Regions from separate parts of the Mus musculus genome. Here regions 2, 3, 4 and 5 are each linked to region 1. The links are chromatin contacts, called in public ChIA-PET and promoter capture Hi-C maps. All regions are on one chromosome and are shown on one strand. The core of a region is the stretch at or near the end of the contact, and the rest is flanking DNA. Distances in the headings are between cores, read along the strand shown. Region 1 overlaps Prex1 (phosphatidylinositol-3,4,5-trisphosphate-dependent Rac exchange factor 1). Region 2 overlaps Ncoa3 (nuclear receptor coactivator 3). Region 3 has its middle 18 kb from the start of B4galt5. Region 4 holds the start of Zmynd8 (zinc finger, MYND-type containing 8). Region 5 has its middle 27 kb from the start of Platr29.

Region 1 (2,700 bases), core at 87-2,586:
CTTTATCTCTTTCCAGAGATGCAAGATAGCCATCGGGGGTTAAGGAAGGGCGCTGGTGACAGACATGTCCAAGGCACAGGAAGGAAAGAGCCCTGTTGGTGCAAAGTCACCCACCCAGCCTGGCTGGTCACACATCCTGGTCTATACTGCATTGTGAGCTCCTCGGAGTCACCCCCTCAGCCCCATGGCAACCAGGATGTGCCAGAGTGTGTCTAGAGACTGCAAGGAGCTGAGGACAGAGGCCTGTGACACAGTTGGAAGGCAGACCATGTGGCACTTGCTTTGGGTAAAGCCACAAGTGGCCCCTACAGTCAAAGGAGCCAGATGCCAGGTTGGCTGCCTTACCAGCCACCTTGCCTGATGAACACACCACCCTACCTACTCAGGCCAGTTAACAGAAGCTGGAGGGAGGAAGCTAGAAGCTCGGGAAGCTGGATGGAAAGGGGGAGGGCTGTACTGCTAAAGCCACAGAAAGCCAGGCCCTCCTGTGGCAGCCCGTCTCACAAGGGGGAACCTTATCTCTCCCACCATCCACTTGATCGAGGCCAAACCTCAATGCCCCTTCCAAAGTCCATCTGCAAGGGACTCTGGGAGCTAGAGGGCTCCCCTTGGGAAGATGGCCAGTGAGGGAGAGTTCAGGGGACATGTCACCCCCTAGTCTCTGAACAAAGCCCCAGTCTTCTCTGCAGCTGGACCTTCCATGGGGGGGGGGGCGCCAGTACAAGAAAGGAATATTAAATCCAGGAACACCCAGGTCCCGGTAGGGTTGGGGGCGGGGCTTGGGCTGGGGGTGTCAGACAGCAACGTCTGTCCCCAGAATCTTTCATCTCAGCTCCTAACCTCTCACTCCAGTGGAGCTGGCCTTTCCTACCGGTTGCATTTCCTGTCTGTCAGCTTTCTAGAGACAAGAAACTTCCAATAGTGTAGGAGGCAAGGGTCAGGAAAGTGCGTTGGTTACAGGCTGAGGAGATGGCTCAGTGGGTGAAGGGGCTTGCTGCCAAACCGGATGATGTGAGTTCAACGCCTAGGTCCCACCCAGTGGAAGAAAAGCGCTGACTCTTACCAGTTGTCCTCTGACTTCTACATACATGCTGTGGCACACTGGGCTCACACACATGAATGCACACACACACACACACACACACACACACGTAAGTGTGATAAAGAAAAGTCAGTTACATACACTGTGTGTGTGAAAGCTTGATTCTGTCAACCTGTCAGGACCTAGAATCACCTTCTAGACTTCTGGCTGTGAGGAAGTGTCTAGACTGTGTTTACCGAGGAGGGAAGATCACCTTAAACGTGGGTGGTATCATCATCTGAGTACAAAGGAGAAGAGAGCTATCTCGCCTCTGCCGGCTTCCTGTGGGTGTGCTGGGACCAGCTGTGCGAAGCTACTGCTCTTCTCCATCACGGTGGGCTGCACCCCCAGCTGCCAGCCACAACAAACTCTTTCTTCCTTCCGTGGTTTTCATCTGGCATTTTGTCACAGTGACAGGAAAATAAACTAATACTGATAGATATGTAAATGTTGCCCTCAGTGCTGGCACAAGAAGCACAAAGGCTTGTAGGTGTCAGGAAGGCGAGGCCACACACAGTTACTGAGGGGAGTTGGCATGGCCTGCAGTGACAGAGGCTAAGGAAACAGGCGTCTCAGTGACAGCTACTGGGAGACACAGCAGTGTTACCAAGTTTTCTACCGAAATGTAAAATCTGGGATTTTATGTTTCATTGAGTCAACTAAGTCACTTGTAAGCAACCACACGAGGCAGGCCAAACTGAGGAGCGAGCCCGTGATCTACAGCTCCAACTGGGGGCCCAGCCCCCTCAGCAGAGGACCCTGACCACGCACCTCCCAGCCTTCAATGTGAGACTGCAGCTGCTCCAGGGCCTCCAGCTTCTCCATCTGCCTCTTAGTCTCATTGATGTTGGAGCAGACAGTCTTCATGGCCTGCAGGGCACTCTGTACCGCGGTGTGGTCAGGGTGCTTGCCGGGGGTCCTCTTGGCCAACTCCTAGTGTGGGAAGGGGCAGAACAGAGGGTGATCAGTGCAGGGGCATAGACTCGGGCAGAGGTAGAGTCACGCCAAACCAGTGTGCCAAAGGGAGGATGAGCAAAGCTAACACTTGCTGGCTCATTCACACGAGTGTCAGTCTTCCCAGAGAACTAACTAGATCTGGGGTCACATAGAAGATAAATCCCTGAGTGTCAATGAGGGCGCTTCCAGAGAGGTTTAACAGGGTAGGCTGGCCTTGAACATGGGTGGTAAAATCCCAAAGGCTGGGCTTCCAGACTGAACAAAGAGAAGAACGGCAGCTGAACACCAGCATCCACTCCTGTCTGCTCCCTGACTACAGACACAGAGACCAGCTACACCCCTCTCTTTCCTGATGGACCGGACCTGAAAGAACTGCAATAAAACCATCCTCCCTTATGATGATTTTGTCAGATGTTTCATTCCATTGACAGAAAAGGAAACGAAGACATTCATTTGTTCCCTCCCTCATTCATTAATTCGTTCTGTGGGTGCCATCTGACTGTCTTTAAAGGGAGAGTCAATATACCAGGAAACAGACAAAAAACACTTTGCCTGGTGGGTATCATAGAAGACAGAGGCCAGAAAGCTAAGAAAAATTGGGGACCACCAGGAAGAAACACTTAGAGAAGTTAGAATAGAGAGCATACAAGCACCAATCAGGG
Region 2 (2,700 bases), core at 156-2,655, 570 kb before region 1:
GAATGTAGATTTAAAAAGATATAATGAACCAGGCTGTGGGGGCAGGCAGATTTCTGTGAGTTCAAGGCCACCCTAGTCTACAGTCTACAGAGGGAATTCTAGGACAGCCAGGGCTACACAGAGAAACCCTGTCTTGGGGGAAAAAACAAACAAACAAAAAGACTTCTAATGAAATGTTATCTATTTGAAAGTAAACACATCTAATTGGAAAGGCCAGCTTTATCCAGTGCTGGCCCTCACTGACAGTTTATATGTGCACATGTTTTTGTAGTACAGTGAAGTCAGGCCGTGCTCTTCAGTGGTGCAGCCTGGACAGTCCTTGATAGGATTGAGGTCTGATTGTCACTTGCAGGAAACCAGAGGTACTTTGAAAAATGTGCCTCTTTGAGACAAAGATTAATTAGAGAAGACACAAACAGTCATGTGGAAGACAGGGTGGTATCAGGCCTGGCAGAGCATGGTTCAGGCAGTGTCATGGGGAGTGGTGGGTAGGAGGAGGCATAATGCCTGTGGAGGTAACCCCTACCTGCCCAGACCCTTACCTCATGCCCCTAACCAGCAGATGTTACAGCACTTTATGTGGTTCCTGATTAAGCTGTGAAGCTTTGTGAGCTGGGTGGAGGGAGTTTGACTTAGGGAATGAGTCATGAATCGTTTGCTCTGGTGATGGCTTGGTTGGTTATGGAATATGTCATAGCCTCTTCCATCCGGATCTAGTAATGATTCTAGGCAAGCTATTTAGCCACTTCCCTATCTGTAGAACAGAACTAATCACATGTGTGTGGTGGGGGTCACCATGTGTAACCACCCAGTGTATGTTAGTTCAGTGCCATTCTGCTCTGTCTCATCCACTCCCTCTGTTACTAACTAAGTTAGGAAAAGGGGAAGGCTTAACCAGTCTCTGCTGCCTTATCCTTGGATGGCCTACCTCCTCTCATTTTGGTACAATAAGGTTTTTCTTAGACCTTAAAATAACTTGCTCAAACAGAACACCAGCATTGATATTTTTTGTTTAATCTTTTTTTAAACGTTTGTGTGCCTGTGCATGCACACAGGTCTCAGTCTACAAACATTGTACAGAAAACATGGTTCTTTCCTTCTAGCTTGTGGGCCCCAGGATGGATCTCTGGTTGCCAGGAAAGAGGCAAGAGAGTGCCTCTGCCCTCTGAGGCCTCTCACTAATTCTTCTTTTTGGCCATGTGTCCTTGTGCTTCGGGCTAGTTAGCAAGCATGTTCTCCTGTCAGAACCCTGAGATAACAAAAAGGAAGCTGGTTAACGGTAAGCCGTAACCAGCATTTTAATGTTTTTAGAGGGAGCCACTGCCAGTCTTTGTGTATTCAGTTACATTGAGTTGGCACCACTCCACTGATGTTCATTTCCTGCTGTATGCTGTATTGCACAGCAAAGTCAGACCTGTTGTGGAGTACAGATCAAACCATGAACTGCTCTTCACTGACGGTTCTCCACGTGGACTTGCAGTCCATGTAGCACAAGGGCAAGAAGATAATGTTAGACTTCTGGAATAAGTTAAGTAAAGATAGGTATGTAAGCGCTCAATGTTGCTCAGTTAAAAAAATAATCTCTGAACTGATTGACAACACAGCTAGAACCACACTTGTCTGTTTAACACTTTGTCTGTCTACATGATGCTGTAGTCTGACACTGTAGAGGGTTCAAAAGGTGTGTGTGACCACAGATAGGACGGCAAATACTTGTTGCTCAGTATGAAGCAGAGGCAGGAGGATTGGTGCTCAGGGCCAACCACAACTATGGGTTCCAGGCCAGTCTGGGCAATGAGGCCCTGTCTCAAAACAAACATGACCTACATATTTTAAGTTTGATCATGTGGGGTTTTTTACATTTTATTTTTATTTTTAAACTGGCCTTTGTGGTGGAATTGTGCCACCTAGTGGCACAACTGCAGGCTGGCTGGCTGCAATACTGATGCAACATTGGATTCTTTAGACCAGTGATTGTCATGTTCGCGCACGAGTTAACCACTTAGTTAGTAAATGAGGCTGAATAGAGCCCTGACATTATAAGCTCAAAAAGAAATAACTTGTATTTATCGTCTTAGTGTGCGAAACTTAACCAAGATACATTATTTTTCCAGCCGTCAGTATGTAAATAATGGCTGCTGTGTGACTTAATGGCAACCTGTCGTATAGTGTGTATCTGGCTTTGCACCTATGCTTTAAGAAGAACGTAGGGTAGTTCTACAGTCATGTTAATATAGTCTAGGCTAACTTGGACTTAACAATGGAAGAGAAACGATCCAGTGGACAGAAGTGCTACCTAGGAAAAGAGCCTGGGGACAGGAGGATGAGTTCTGTTCCCAACATGCCCACATGGTAGATCATGACTGCCTCTTAACTCTAGCTCCAGGGGATTGACAGCGACTTTTTGTGGCTTGTGGGGACACTGCATACACATGCTAGCTATATATATATACACACACACACACACATACATATGTATATATACATGTAGGCAAACACTCACTCATATACAGAAAGTCAAAACCAATCTTCTAGCCTAGTCTGGGCTCATTACTTGAAGTGTTCTTACCAAATCACTGGGTTAGCTTTTATTACCTTGGTATAAATAAAATTCAGAATTGTTTCAAGATTGAAGTGCTATAGTCTTTTATTAAACATAATTTATTTGTGAAATATAAGTTGACACTGGGCCCAGATTGG
Region 3 (2,700 bases), core at 21-2,520, 750 kb after region 1:
ACCCTTGCAGTCATGTGCACAACACATTTCTGTGAGGAGGGTTTAATGCAGATGTGCTTTTTTAATTAATTTATTGATTTTGAGGCAGGGTCTCTCTCTCTGGTCTCACTGGGATTTGAGGCTCCCTGATTAGGCTGGTGAGCCCCAAGGATCGTCCTCTCTGTGCCTCTGCAGCGCTAGAATCAGGGGGTGTAATTAGTTCCGTCAGGCTTGTTTAAATCCCTTCCCAGGGGGGGAGAGTCAACACTGGCTTCTTCTCCTAAGGTCCTAGCAGCAAAGCGAGGCACAATGCCACCAAGTTCACCCTGGGACCAATGTGATTATTGGGGTTCCTTAAAGAGCTTAAGTGAGGGCTAGAGAGATGGCTCAGTTGTTGAGAGCACTGACTGCTCTTCCAGAGGTCCTGAGTTCAATTCCTAGCAATCACATGGTGGCTCATAACCATCTGTAATGGGATCTGAAGCCCTCTTCCGGTGTGTCTGAAGACAGCTACAGTGTATTCATATAAGTAAAATAAATAAATCCTTAAAAGAAAAAAAAAAAACACAATAGGCCACACCTAAACCCAGTGGGCCTAAGCTTTCATCTTCTGTGGCTATATACTCCAGCCCTTCAGAGAGGCCATGTGCAATTAGTCCAGAGCTGTCAGCAGGTAGCAGGGAGTGGCTGGGAACTTTAAGTGTGGCTGTCATGACCCTTCCTAAACTTCCATGAGAGGACACAAACTGCCAACCAGCCCAGATGGGACATCCTTTGCAAGCAGGCACAGCTGGGCTGTCTAAGATGTCTAAGATGGCCGTTGCTTGTCTGGGAAGACAGTCCCTGGGCCTCAGCCTCCTACCCTGATTGCTAAGACTTCAGTGTGCTGGCCCCCCCCCCCACTCCCACCCCCATCCCCACCCCCTCACCCCCGTGACTCCTCTTCAGCTTTATTCAGAATAAAATCCAAATCCTGGGCTTGGGGGTGTGGCTCAGCTGGTGGGGTACTTGCCTAGTGTGTCCCTGGCTCAAAAAAAAAAAAAAAAAAAAAGAAAGAAAGAAAGAAAGAAAGAAAGAAAAGAAAAGAAATAAAACTGAAAGAAAGTAAGAGAGAGAGAAAGACAAATAGAAGAAAGCAGGCTGGACAGGCCATGGCAATCAAGCCGGTGTTTATTACAGCAAAATCGGATGTCAGGAAATTGCATTCGCACGTTTCCCTCCAAACTCTCCCATAGTGCCCCATTGCCCTCAAGAGAGAACTCAGGCATCCTGCCTGGGTCTGCAGGAACCAACCAGGGCTTGCCATTCAATCCTCTGAGGTTTCGCTGCTGGGCATTATCAGCATAACCACACGCTGGTTTCCTTTAGGTCACTAAAGGAGTAGTGCTTACACACACACACACACACACACACACACACACACACACACACACACACACACACGCACATTCTCTCTCTCTCTCTCTCTCTCTCTCTCTCTCTCTCTCTCTCTCTCTCTCTCTCTCTCTCTCTGTGAAATATTTCCTCTAGAAACCTCCCTTCCTCGTCCACCTCTCACACCCACGCACTCACCCTACAGGTGCGCCCTGGCAGAAGTTTCTCTCCAAGAGGGGGTGGGGCCGAGGGATATGGTGGACTGACGACACAGGACTCCAAAGAAGACAGCAGTGTGAAGGCAGAGGGAAGAACCAGGTCCGACCACTTGAACTTCTCCACGTGGTGGGGGTAGCGGGGGTGGGGTGGGGGACGCACGTGGACCAGCCCGTCCGCTGTCTGATTGAAATCCTCTCCCATTTCCTGGGAGGCCGGTAGAGGCAGAAGAGGCCCACACAGCCTCTGTCAACCCCCCTCGCGATCGGCAGAGCCTTGATTTCTTCTGCTCCACGCGCCATCTTTACTTTTACAGCAGATGCTCAGACACAGCAGTTAAGACCCAGGGTTTCCTGGACCCTGTTGGCAACTTCGAGATTTCACCTGGAGAGGTTCTAACTGTTCTGACCTCTGATGAGGACTACAAAGCGGACATCTGAGCAAAGGGGCTCCAGGCTATAGTGAGTGCTCACTAAACACCAGAGGTTAGCCCAAAATGTCTGAGTGTAACTTGGTGTGCTTTAGCCTAGGCCACATACTGAGCATGGAATCTCTGCTGGCTGGTCATAGAAGTGCCTCGATCCTAGTCCTTGCAGAATCCTTCCTTTAACAGATTGGAAGAAGCTCTGTGGGTTTCCGGGGCACATGAAGAGATTCACAGGAACATTCAAGCCCCGGGGAGGGGAGGGCCGTTGAGTCTCTGAGCCAATGAGAGGTAGAGAAGTGGGGAGGCCCCAAGGTGATGCTACTCCTGGGCACAGCAAGTCAGCGTGAGATGCGGGCAGGAACTGGGACTTCCTCTCTCTGGCCGGCGTGTGTGTGTGTGTGTGTGTGTGTGTGTGTGTGTGTGTGTGTGTGTGTGTGTGTGTTTGACTTCCCTTTATCAAGAAATTAGCGGCTTGCTTGCCTAGCCTGTAGAAAGTTCCGGACTTGGTCCTAGCACCCCATAATGCGCTTGGTGGTGCATGTCTGTGATCCCAGCACCCAGGAAGTGTTAGGCAGGAGGATCATAAATCAAGGGCTACCTGGAGAACTTAGCTTCTGAAAATTAAAAAAATAAAATAAAGTTTAAGGGTCAAGATATAGTTGGCTTGCTCGATCATGTGTGGCAGCCCACGGTTGTAACCGAGT
Region 4 (2,700 bases), core at 81-2,580, 740 kb before region 1:
AACCCAGCAACTGGATATGGGATGCTGTCATGAGCCTCAGGTATGTATGAGCCATGTCCCCTGCACTGTATCACAGAAGACAGAAGATGATAGAATGTTTGAAAAGGGGGGAGGGAGACAAGGATAAAAGAGACATTAGCCCATGGAAAAATCATGCAAGAAGTATAAAACTAAAGGAGTCAGAGTCTTCACAGATCTCTTTTTTTCCCCCCTTCAGGATGTTATTCAAAATCTCTCCCCATCCCCACTCCCACCCCACCCACCCCCAACCCCCCAGGCACCAAGCCTACTCCAAAAACTCCCTCAGAGGCTAGGAAACACTTTCAGAACCATTTGCTGGCTGTAGGCTGACTTGAAGAACATTCTGTACCAAGCTAAGTCGGGGGGAGGAAAAAAAAACCCTGAACAATGTTGCTGCGAGTGCGAAGCTCTGGAGAGGAAGAGATGACAGTCCACACGCCACCACCCACCTAGGCCCAGGAACCAGCCTGGGTCCCTGAGTACTGTTCTTGTTCAGGCCTGACTTCTGGTGCAAACACGCATCCTCTCTTGTCAGAACTTAGCCCAGCCTTTCCCAGAACCGCTCTGGAGAAGCAAGCTGGCTTGCTCTGCTCTCTGCCACAGGCAGTCCTGAACTGTGCTGGGAGAAGACCTTCTGGCTTCTGGCTTACCTTCCATTTTCTTCCCCCAGCAGGCATGTGACACACAGCGGCCGACAGTGCAGGGGGAGGACTGTTCAGAGAGAGAGGGAGAGGGGGGAGAGGAAGGGAGGGAAAAATAAAATAAAAGAAGGGGGGATAATAGCTTCTCTTTTGGCATACCAGGATCTAGCTTCAAACTAGTCCAGAAATTCTTTGTCCTGGTCAAAATAAAGGTATTCCAAGCCCTCACCAGTCTGTAAAATCAAGCTATGGCTAATGGCTACTTAGCCATGTGACCCAAAAAGGAAAAAAAAAATCTCTCTAAACAGTCCCAAGTTACCCTAAGTGCTCTGGGGGGGGAAGTGTGGCAGAGCCAGGCTACAGAGAAATCACACTGCTAGTCCACGACTCGATGACTCGGAGGGAGGGGGGAAAAGATGGTTAAAAAGCCGAGCTTACCTCTGTGGATGCATTGTTAACTGTGTAATGTCAATACTTATAAAACATGGAGGACAGGCTCCTAGTTCTCACAGAAAAAGGGTTTGGCACTTCGGCTGATGATCTGGCCGCCTAATAAAAGCTCATCCCCGATTGGCTGCCCCGGCCAATCGGAGTGTAAAGCCGCCGCCGATTGGCTGAAACACTTCCTGAGCGATTATCTTTGTGAGGCTCGGGTGAGCAAGAGCCATCCTGTGCATAGAAAAAGACAGGCTAAGCTAGGCCTTCTGCAGGAGGGAAAACTTGGGACAGGGGCCTCCACAAGCACTTCTCCCACCCCCTGGCTCGATCCCCCAGGCCAGGCAAACCCGTGCAGCCAGCCTGACCTGCTCCAGCAAAGCCTGAAGCCAGCGCGCCACTGGGAAGGGCCCTTTTGGGGTGGGCTGGCTGACCCATCCACGCCTGCCCCCACACACAAGTCCTTCTCTAAGAAGGCGAGCAGGCCGTTTTATAGAACAAGCCAGCTTGAGTGGGTCTCAAAGGACAAAGTCGAGCTTAGGGGTGGAGAGAGCCCCAGGGAGGCAGAAGCAATAGGGACAAGGCCAGACGCAGGCCTCTGAGGGGGGCGGGGGGGGGGGGCGCGCGCGGGGAGTGAGACAGGCAGCCCGAGGGAGCCCCAACAAATCAGCAAGGGGCACCCAGGTTCCAGGGAGCTGAGAGGTGCAGCTTGCTGTGAGGTGGAGCGATCAAGTTTGCCTAGTCATGGTCAAAGTGGCTCTTGGAAAAAAGGCAGGCCCACAGAGCCATTTGCAAAACTGGGAGACCTCTAACCTCTCACCGCCACCCCTCAGCCGATCCTCAAAGACAAACCAAAAAGGGCTCTGTCAGGATGGCAAGGGAGATACCCTCTCCAGGCTTACCCTAAGAAAAGCCAAATGCGTTGCTAGCAGGCCACATGCCTCCATTTAAGTCTTCCCTCCCTCTGCTCCCTCCCCCCACCGATGAGGCCTGCTAAACCTGTCAGTTAAACAAAAATCTGACTTCCGTCTTAGTCTGTGATGCCTTCAGCTTCCTGCCTGTTAACCCTCTCTGGGACTCTGGGCCTCGCTGGGAAAAACTAGGCCCTGAGATTGTAGAAAAGGGCCTGTGGAAAAATACCAGCTGCAGCTCTCCGGGCAGATGCAGAGAGAGAGAGAGAGGGAGCTAGCTAGCTGCTGTCTCGCTTCTGCTTCCCAAGGAGGCGTGGACCTTGTGAATCCAGGGCATACAGGCAGTGCCTCTCAGTCAGAGAAGCCATTTAAATCCAGAGGGACAGAGAAAGATGTCAAACCGGGCCAGGAAACAAGCCCGTCCATTATAGTCAGGCCTACACACCCACAGGTTGGCCCTTTCTGCCACAATCGCCCCTGTATGTGTGTTCTGGGGGGAAACTGGGCCCTGTTTGGTGGGCAGACAAATCCCCTGGGCTTCGTAAGGCTTCTTGCTTCAATTTATTTCCACAGAGAACTGCTTCTTTTCGTCCCCTAAGGCAGATGGAAGGGCAATTTCACACACACAGCCTCACATTGGCAGTCCCCCTACTCCCCCCATCTCTGGCTCTGCTCCCCAGTAAAATATTAAC
Region 5 (2,700 bases), core at 168-2,667, 670 kb before region 1:
GGTTCATGTAGATGAGACTAGCCTAGCACCCACCTGGAAATCATGACAACTCTCCTGCCTCGGCCTCCTAAGAACTGGGATACAGGCATGAGCCACCACACCTAGATACTATATGTGATGTATGATTGATTGATTGATTGATTGATTGATTTTTTGGTTTTTCGAGACCGGGTTTCTCTGTATAGCCCTGGCTGTCCTGGGCCTTACTTTGTAGACCAGGCTGGCCTGGAACTCAGAAATCCGCCTGCCTCTGCCTCCCGAGTGCTGGGATTAAAGACGTGCGCCACCACGCCCGGCCTGTGATGTATGATTTATGATTTGCATGTATATACACTGTACACACTGATACTTCACATGTGTATTTACTGCTTTATTACATATGTACATATGAACTCCATATATGATGCTTGCTATGTATAACATATCATGTGTCATATAGACAGTATTATTACTGTCCCACTTACTGATGGGAAATCTGAGGCACAAGAAGTTTAGTAACTTATTTAGAGTCACAAAGTCTGGCCAGTTAGCACAGTGCTAACTAACAGAGTCATCAAGCCACTAAATACCAGTTGACTTTGTCTTCGGGACTCCTTGGTTTTGGGAGCCATGGTTTCACCATGACAGGTTGATTGGGGAAACATCTGTTTGTCTCCCTCTGGTTTTTGTTTATTGGTTTGTTTGTTTGTTTGTTTGTTTTCCGAGACAGGGTTTCTCTGTGTAGCCCTGGCTGTCCTAGAACTCACTCTGTAGACCAGGCTTGCCTTGAACTCAGAAATCCACCTGCCTCTGCCTCCCAAGTGCTGGGATTAAAGGCGTGCGCCACAACACCTGGCTTGTCTCCCTCTGTTATTTCCTCCTTCCTAACACAGTACAAAACCTAGAACTGATTGACTATAAGCCCAGGACTCAACAGGTAGAGGTAGGAGGAGAGAGAGAGACTTTGTGAGCTGTGTCAGCCTCTGCTACATAGCAAGTTTGAAGCCAGCCTGGGCTACATAGTGAGAACACACACATACATACAGAACTCAGAGCTCCACTTTTAGGGACTCTGGGATCGAACTCGGGTTGGGCCAGCAGGGTTGTAAATGGGCACCTTTACCACTGAGCCATTTTGCTAGACCAAATTATCAATTTTACTATGCTTTCTAGTATCAAAACCAGGATCTCTCTCCCAACCGGCAGGAGCACTGCTCAGCCTCCGAGCCTTCACGGTTTTATTTTTCCGGTAACACTGAAGGGTCCTCATAGCTGTTACGGCCTCCTCAAGTCCTCTCCGTCGGAGAAACCCTGGGGTGGGCCTCCTGGCAGTTTGTTTTCTCTTCATCGCTGACAAGCAGGATCAGATCAGGCTGAACTTCCTGTGGAAGAATTCACAGAAGAGTTATTTATGGCTACTTCATCTTCCGGCGCCGAGACAGTGACCGGGGTTAAAGTTAGAGGGGTGCGGAAGTGGAGCACGGGGAGAAGAAGGCGCGGTCGGGGCGCAGCTGCTTAGATAAGCTGTTTAGATTGCACACTGAGTGGTATATATTTAACGCTTATTCTTTCACACTTTATTAATTTATCTGCTTGTGTTTTCGCACGCACACACTACAGTGTTCATGGAGCGCTCGGAAAACGCGTGGAAGTCAGTTCTCTCCTACAGTGTGGGTCCTAGGGACTGAACTCAGCCCGCCAGGTTCAGCAGCAAGAACTTTACACACTTAGCCATCTTCCTAGCCCAGTGCCTAATATTTTAAAATCTACTGGAGAAAGAGAGAAGAAAGAAAACTGTCTTCTTCCATTTGTTTTGAGAAAAGAGTCTCCTGTAGCCTAGATTCCTCTTAAACTCCCCATTCTGAGCTGAGGAAGGCCTTCGACTCAGACCCTCTTGCCTTTGCCGCCATGCCCTGAGCATGTTCTGTGACTCAAGCCTGTAATTATACCGTGGGGAAGGCAGAGATGGGCAAATCTCTTCGAAGTCAACGGGCCCTTTGGGTGGCTCACTCCAGCTCCAGTTCCAGGACTTCTGACACCTTCTGACCTTGCACAGGAAAGCACACATGTGCACAAACGCACAGCCACACATATGTACACATATGTACAGAGGAAGGCCAGGAAACCAAAGCCTCCTTCTCGGAGCCTTCCTTGACTCTCGGGACTCTTTCTTCTAACTTTTCTTTTTCTTTCTTTCTTTCTCTCTCTCTCTCTCTCTCTCTCTCTCTCTCTCTCTCTCTCTCTCTCTCTCTCTCTCTCTCTCCCTTCCTTCCTTCCTTCCTTCCTTTCTTTCTTTTCTTTTTTTTTTTTTTATTTTTGGCTTTTCCAGACAGGGTTTCTCTGTATAGCCCTGGCTGTCCTGGAACTCACGCTGTAGACCAGGCTGGCCTCGAACTCAGAAATCCGCCTGCCTCTGCCTCCCGAGTGCTGGGATTAAAGAGAAGCTTCTGAAGGTCCTGAGTTCAAATCCCAGCAACCATATGGTGGCTCACAGCCATCCGTAGCAAGATCTGACTCCCTCTTATGTAGTGTGTGAAGACAGCTACAGTGTACTTACATAGAATAAATAAATAATTTTTTTAAAAAGTAGCTTGGGCTGCAAAGTGAGATCAAGATAAAATTCAGAGTCATAGACACACAGGAGAGAGGCCTGGGGAAGACAGAGGAAAAGCCCTGGTGGGGGTGGGGTGAGGTTGAGGAATCAATACACCCAGCATTTCT

What was found. Promoter capture Hi-C pulls out the DNA fragments that hold promoters and counts their contacts. ChIA-PET counts read pairs in DNA pulled down with a chosen protein or histone mark.
Region 2: a contact with region 1 is called in an RNA polymerase II ChIA-PET map of memory CD8 T cells, with 8 read pairs. The contact joins two enhancer-like sites. A contact is called at or near these places in 2 of 115 datasets of contacts at active chromatin or transcription factors (memory CD8 T cells and microglia) and 1 of 9 other capture datasets (embryonic stem cells).
Region 3: a contact with region 1 is called in an RNA polymerase II ChIA-PET map of memory CD8 T cells, with 16 read pairs. The contact joins two enhancer-like sites. A contact is called at or near these places in 1 of 39 promoter capture datasets (pre-B cells) and 1 of 115 datasets of contacts at active chromatin or transcription factors (memory CD8 T cells).
Region 4: a promoter capture Hi-C map of pre-B cells shows a contact between it and region 1, with 5 times the contacts expected there. The contact joins the promoter of Zmynd8 here to the enhancer-like site in region 1. A contact is called at or near these places in 2 of 39 promoter capture datasets (the C10 cell line and pre-B cells), 2 of 115 datasets of contacts at active chromatin or transcription factors (large pre-B cells and memory CD8 T cells) and 1 of 9 other capture datasets (adipose tissue).
Region 5: a contact with region 1 is called in an RNA polymerase II ChIA-PET map of memory CD8 T cells, with 5 read pairs. The contact joins two enhancer-like sites.

The regions. Positions count from the first base shown.
Region 1 is chr2:166,619,320-166,622,019 of GRCm38.p6, forward strand. It overlaps Prex1 (phosphatidylinositol-3,4,5-trisphosphate-dependent Rac exchange factor 1), which reads right to left. Exons shown (of 40, transcript NM_177782.3): 6 at 1,853-2,014. Among named protein-coding and RNA genes, the nearest start is that of Gm29679, 56 kb to the left of the region's middle. Within about 2 kb of position 1,337, at least 84 of the 459 cell types and tissues checked have an H3K27ac peak or open chromatin away from gene starts, as enhancers often do. A contact at or near this core is called in memory CD8 T cells and pre-B cells, where this site is marked.
Region 2 is chr2:166,044,501-166,047,200 of GRCm38.p6, forward strand. All of the region lies in intron 2 of Ncoa3 (nuclear receptor coactivator 3), which reads left to right. Among named protein-coding and RNA genes, the nearest start is that of Ncoa3, 53 kb to the left of the region's middle. Within about 2 kb of position 1,406, at least 140 of the 459 cell types and tissues checked have an H3K27ac peak or open chromatin away from gene starts, as enhancers often do. A contact at or near this core is called in memory CD8 T cells, where this site is marked.
Region 3 is chr2:167,366,256-167,368,955 of GRCm38.p6, forward strand. No RefSeq gene overlaps it. Among named protein-coding and RNA genes, the nearest start is that of B4galt5, 18 kb to the left of the region's middle. Within about 2 kb of position 1,271, at least 123 of the 459 cell types and tissues checked have an H3K27ac peak or open chromatin away from gene starts, as enhancers often do. A contact at or near this core is called in memory CD8 T cells and pre-B cells, where this site is marked.
Region 4 is chr2:165,883,508-165,886,207 of GRCm38.p6, forward strand. Zmynd8 (zinc finger, MYND-type containing 8) reads right to left here and starts at 1,331. Exons shown (of 23, transcript NM_001363020.1): 1 at 1,101-1,331. The coding sequence starts at 1,114. 1810021M19Rik (a long non-coding RNA gene) reads left to right here and starts at 2,222. Exons shown (of 3, transcript XR_866948.2): 1 at 2,222-2,700.
Region 5 is chr2:165,953,609-165,956,308 of GRCm38.p6, forward strand. No RefSeq gene overlaps it. Among named protein-coding and RNA genes, the nearest start is that of Platr29, 27 kb to the right of the region's middle. Within about 2 kb of position 1,418, at least 133 of the 459 cell types and tissues checked have an H3K27ac peak or open chromatin away from gene starts, as enhancers often do. A contact at or near this core is called in memory CD8 T cells, where this site is marked.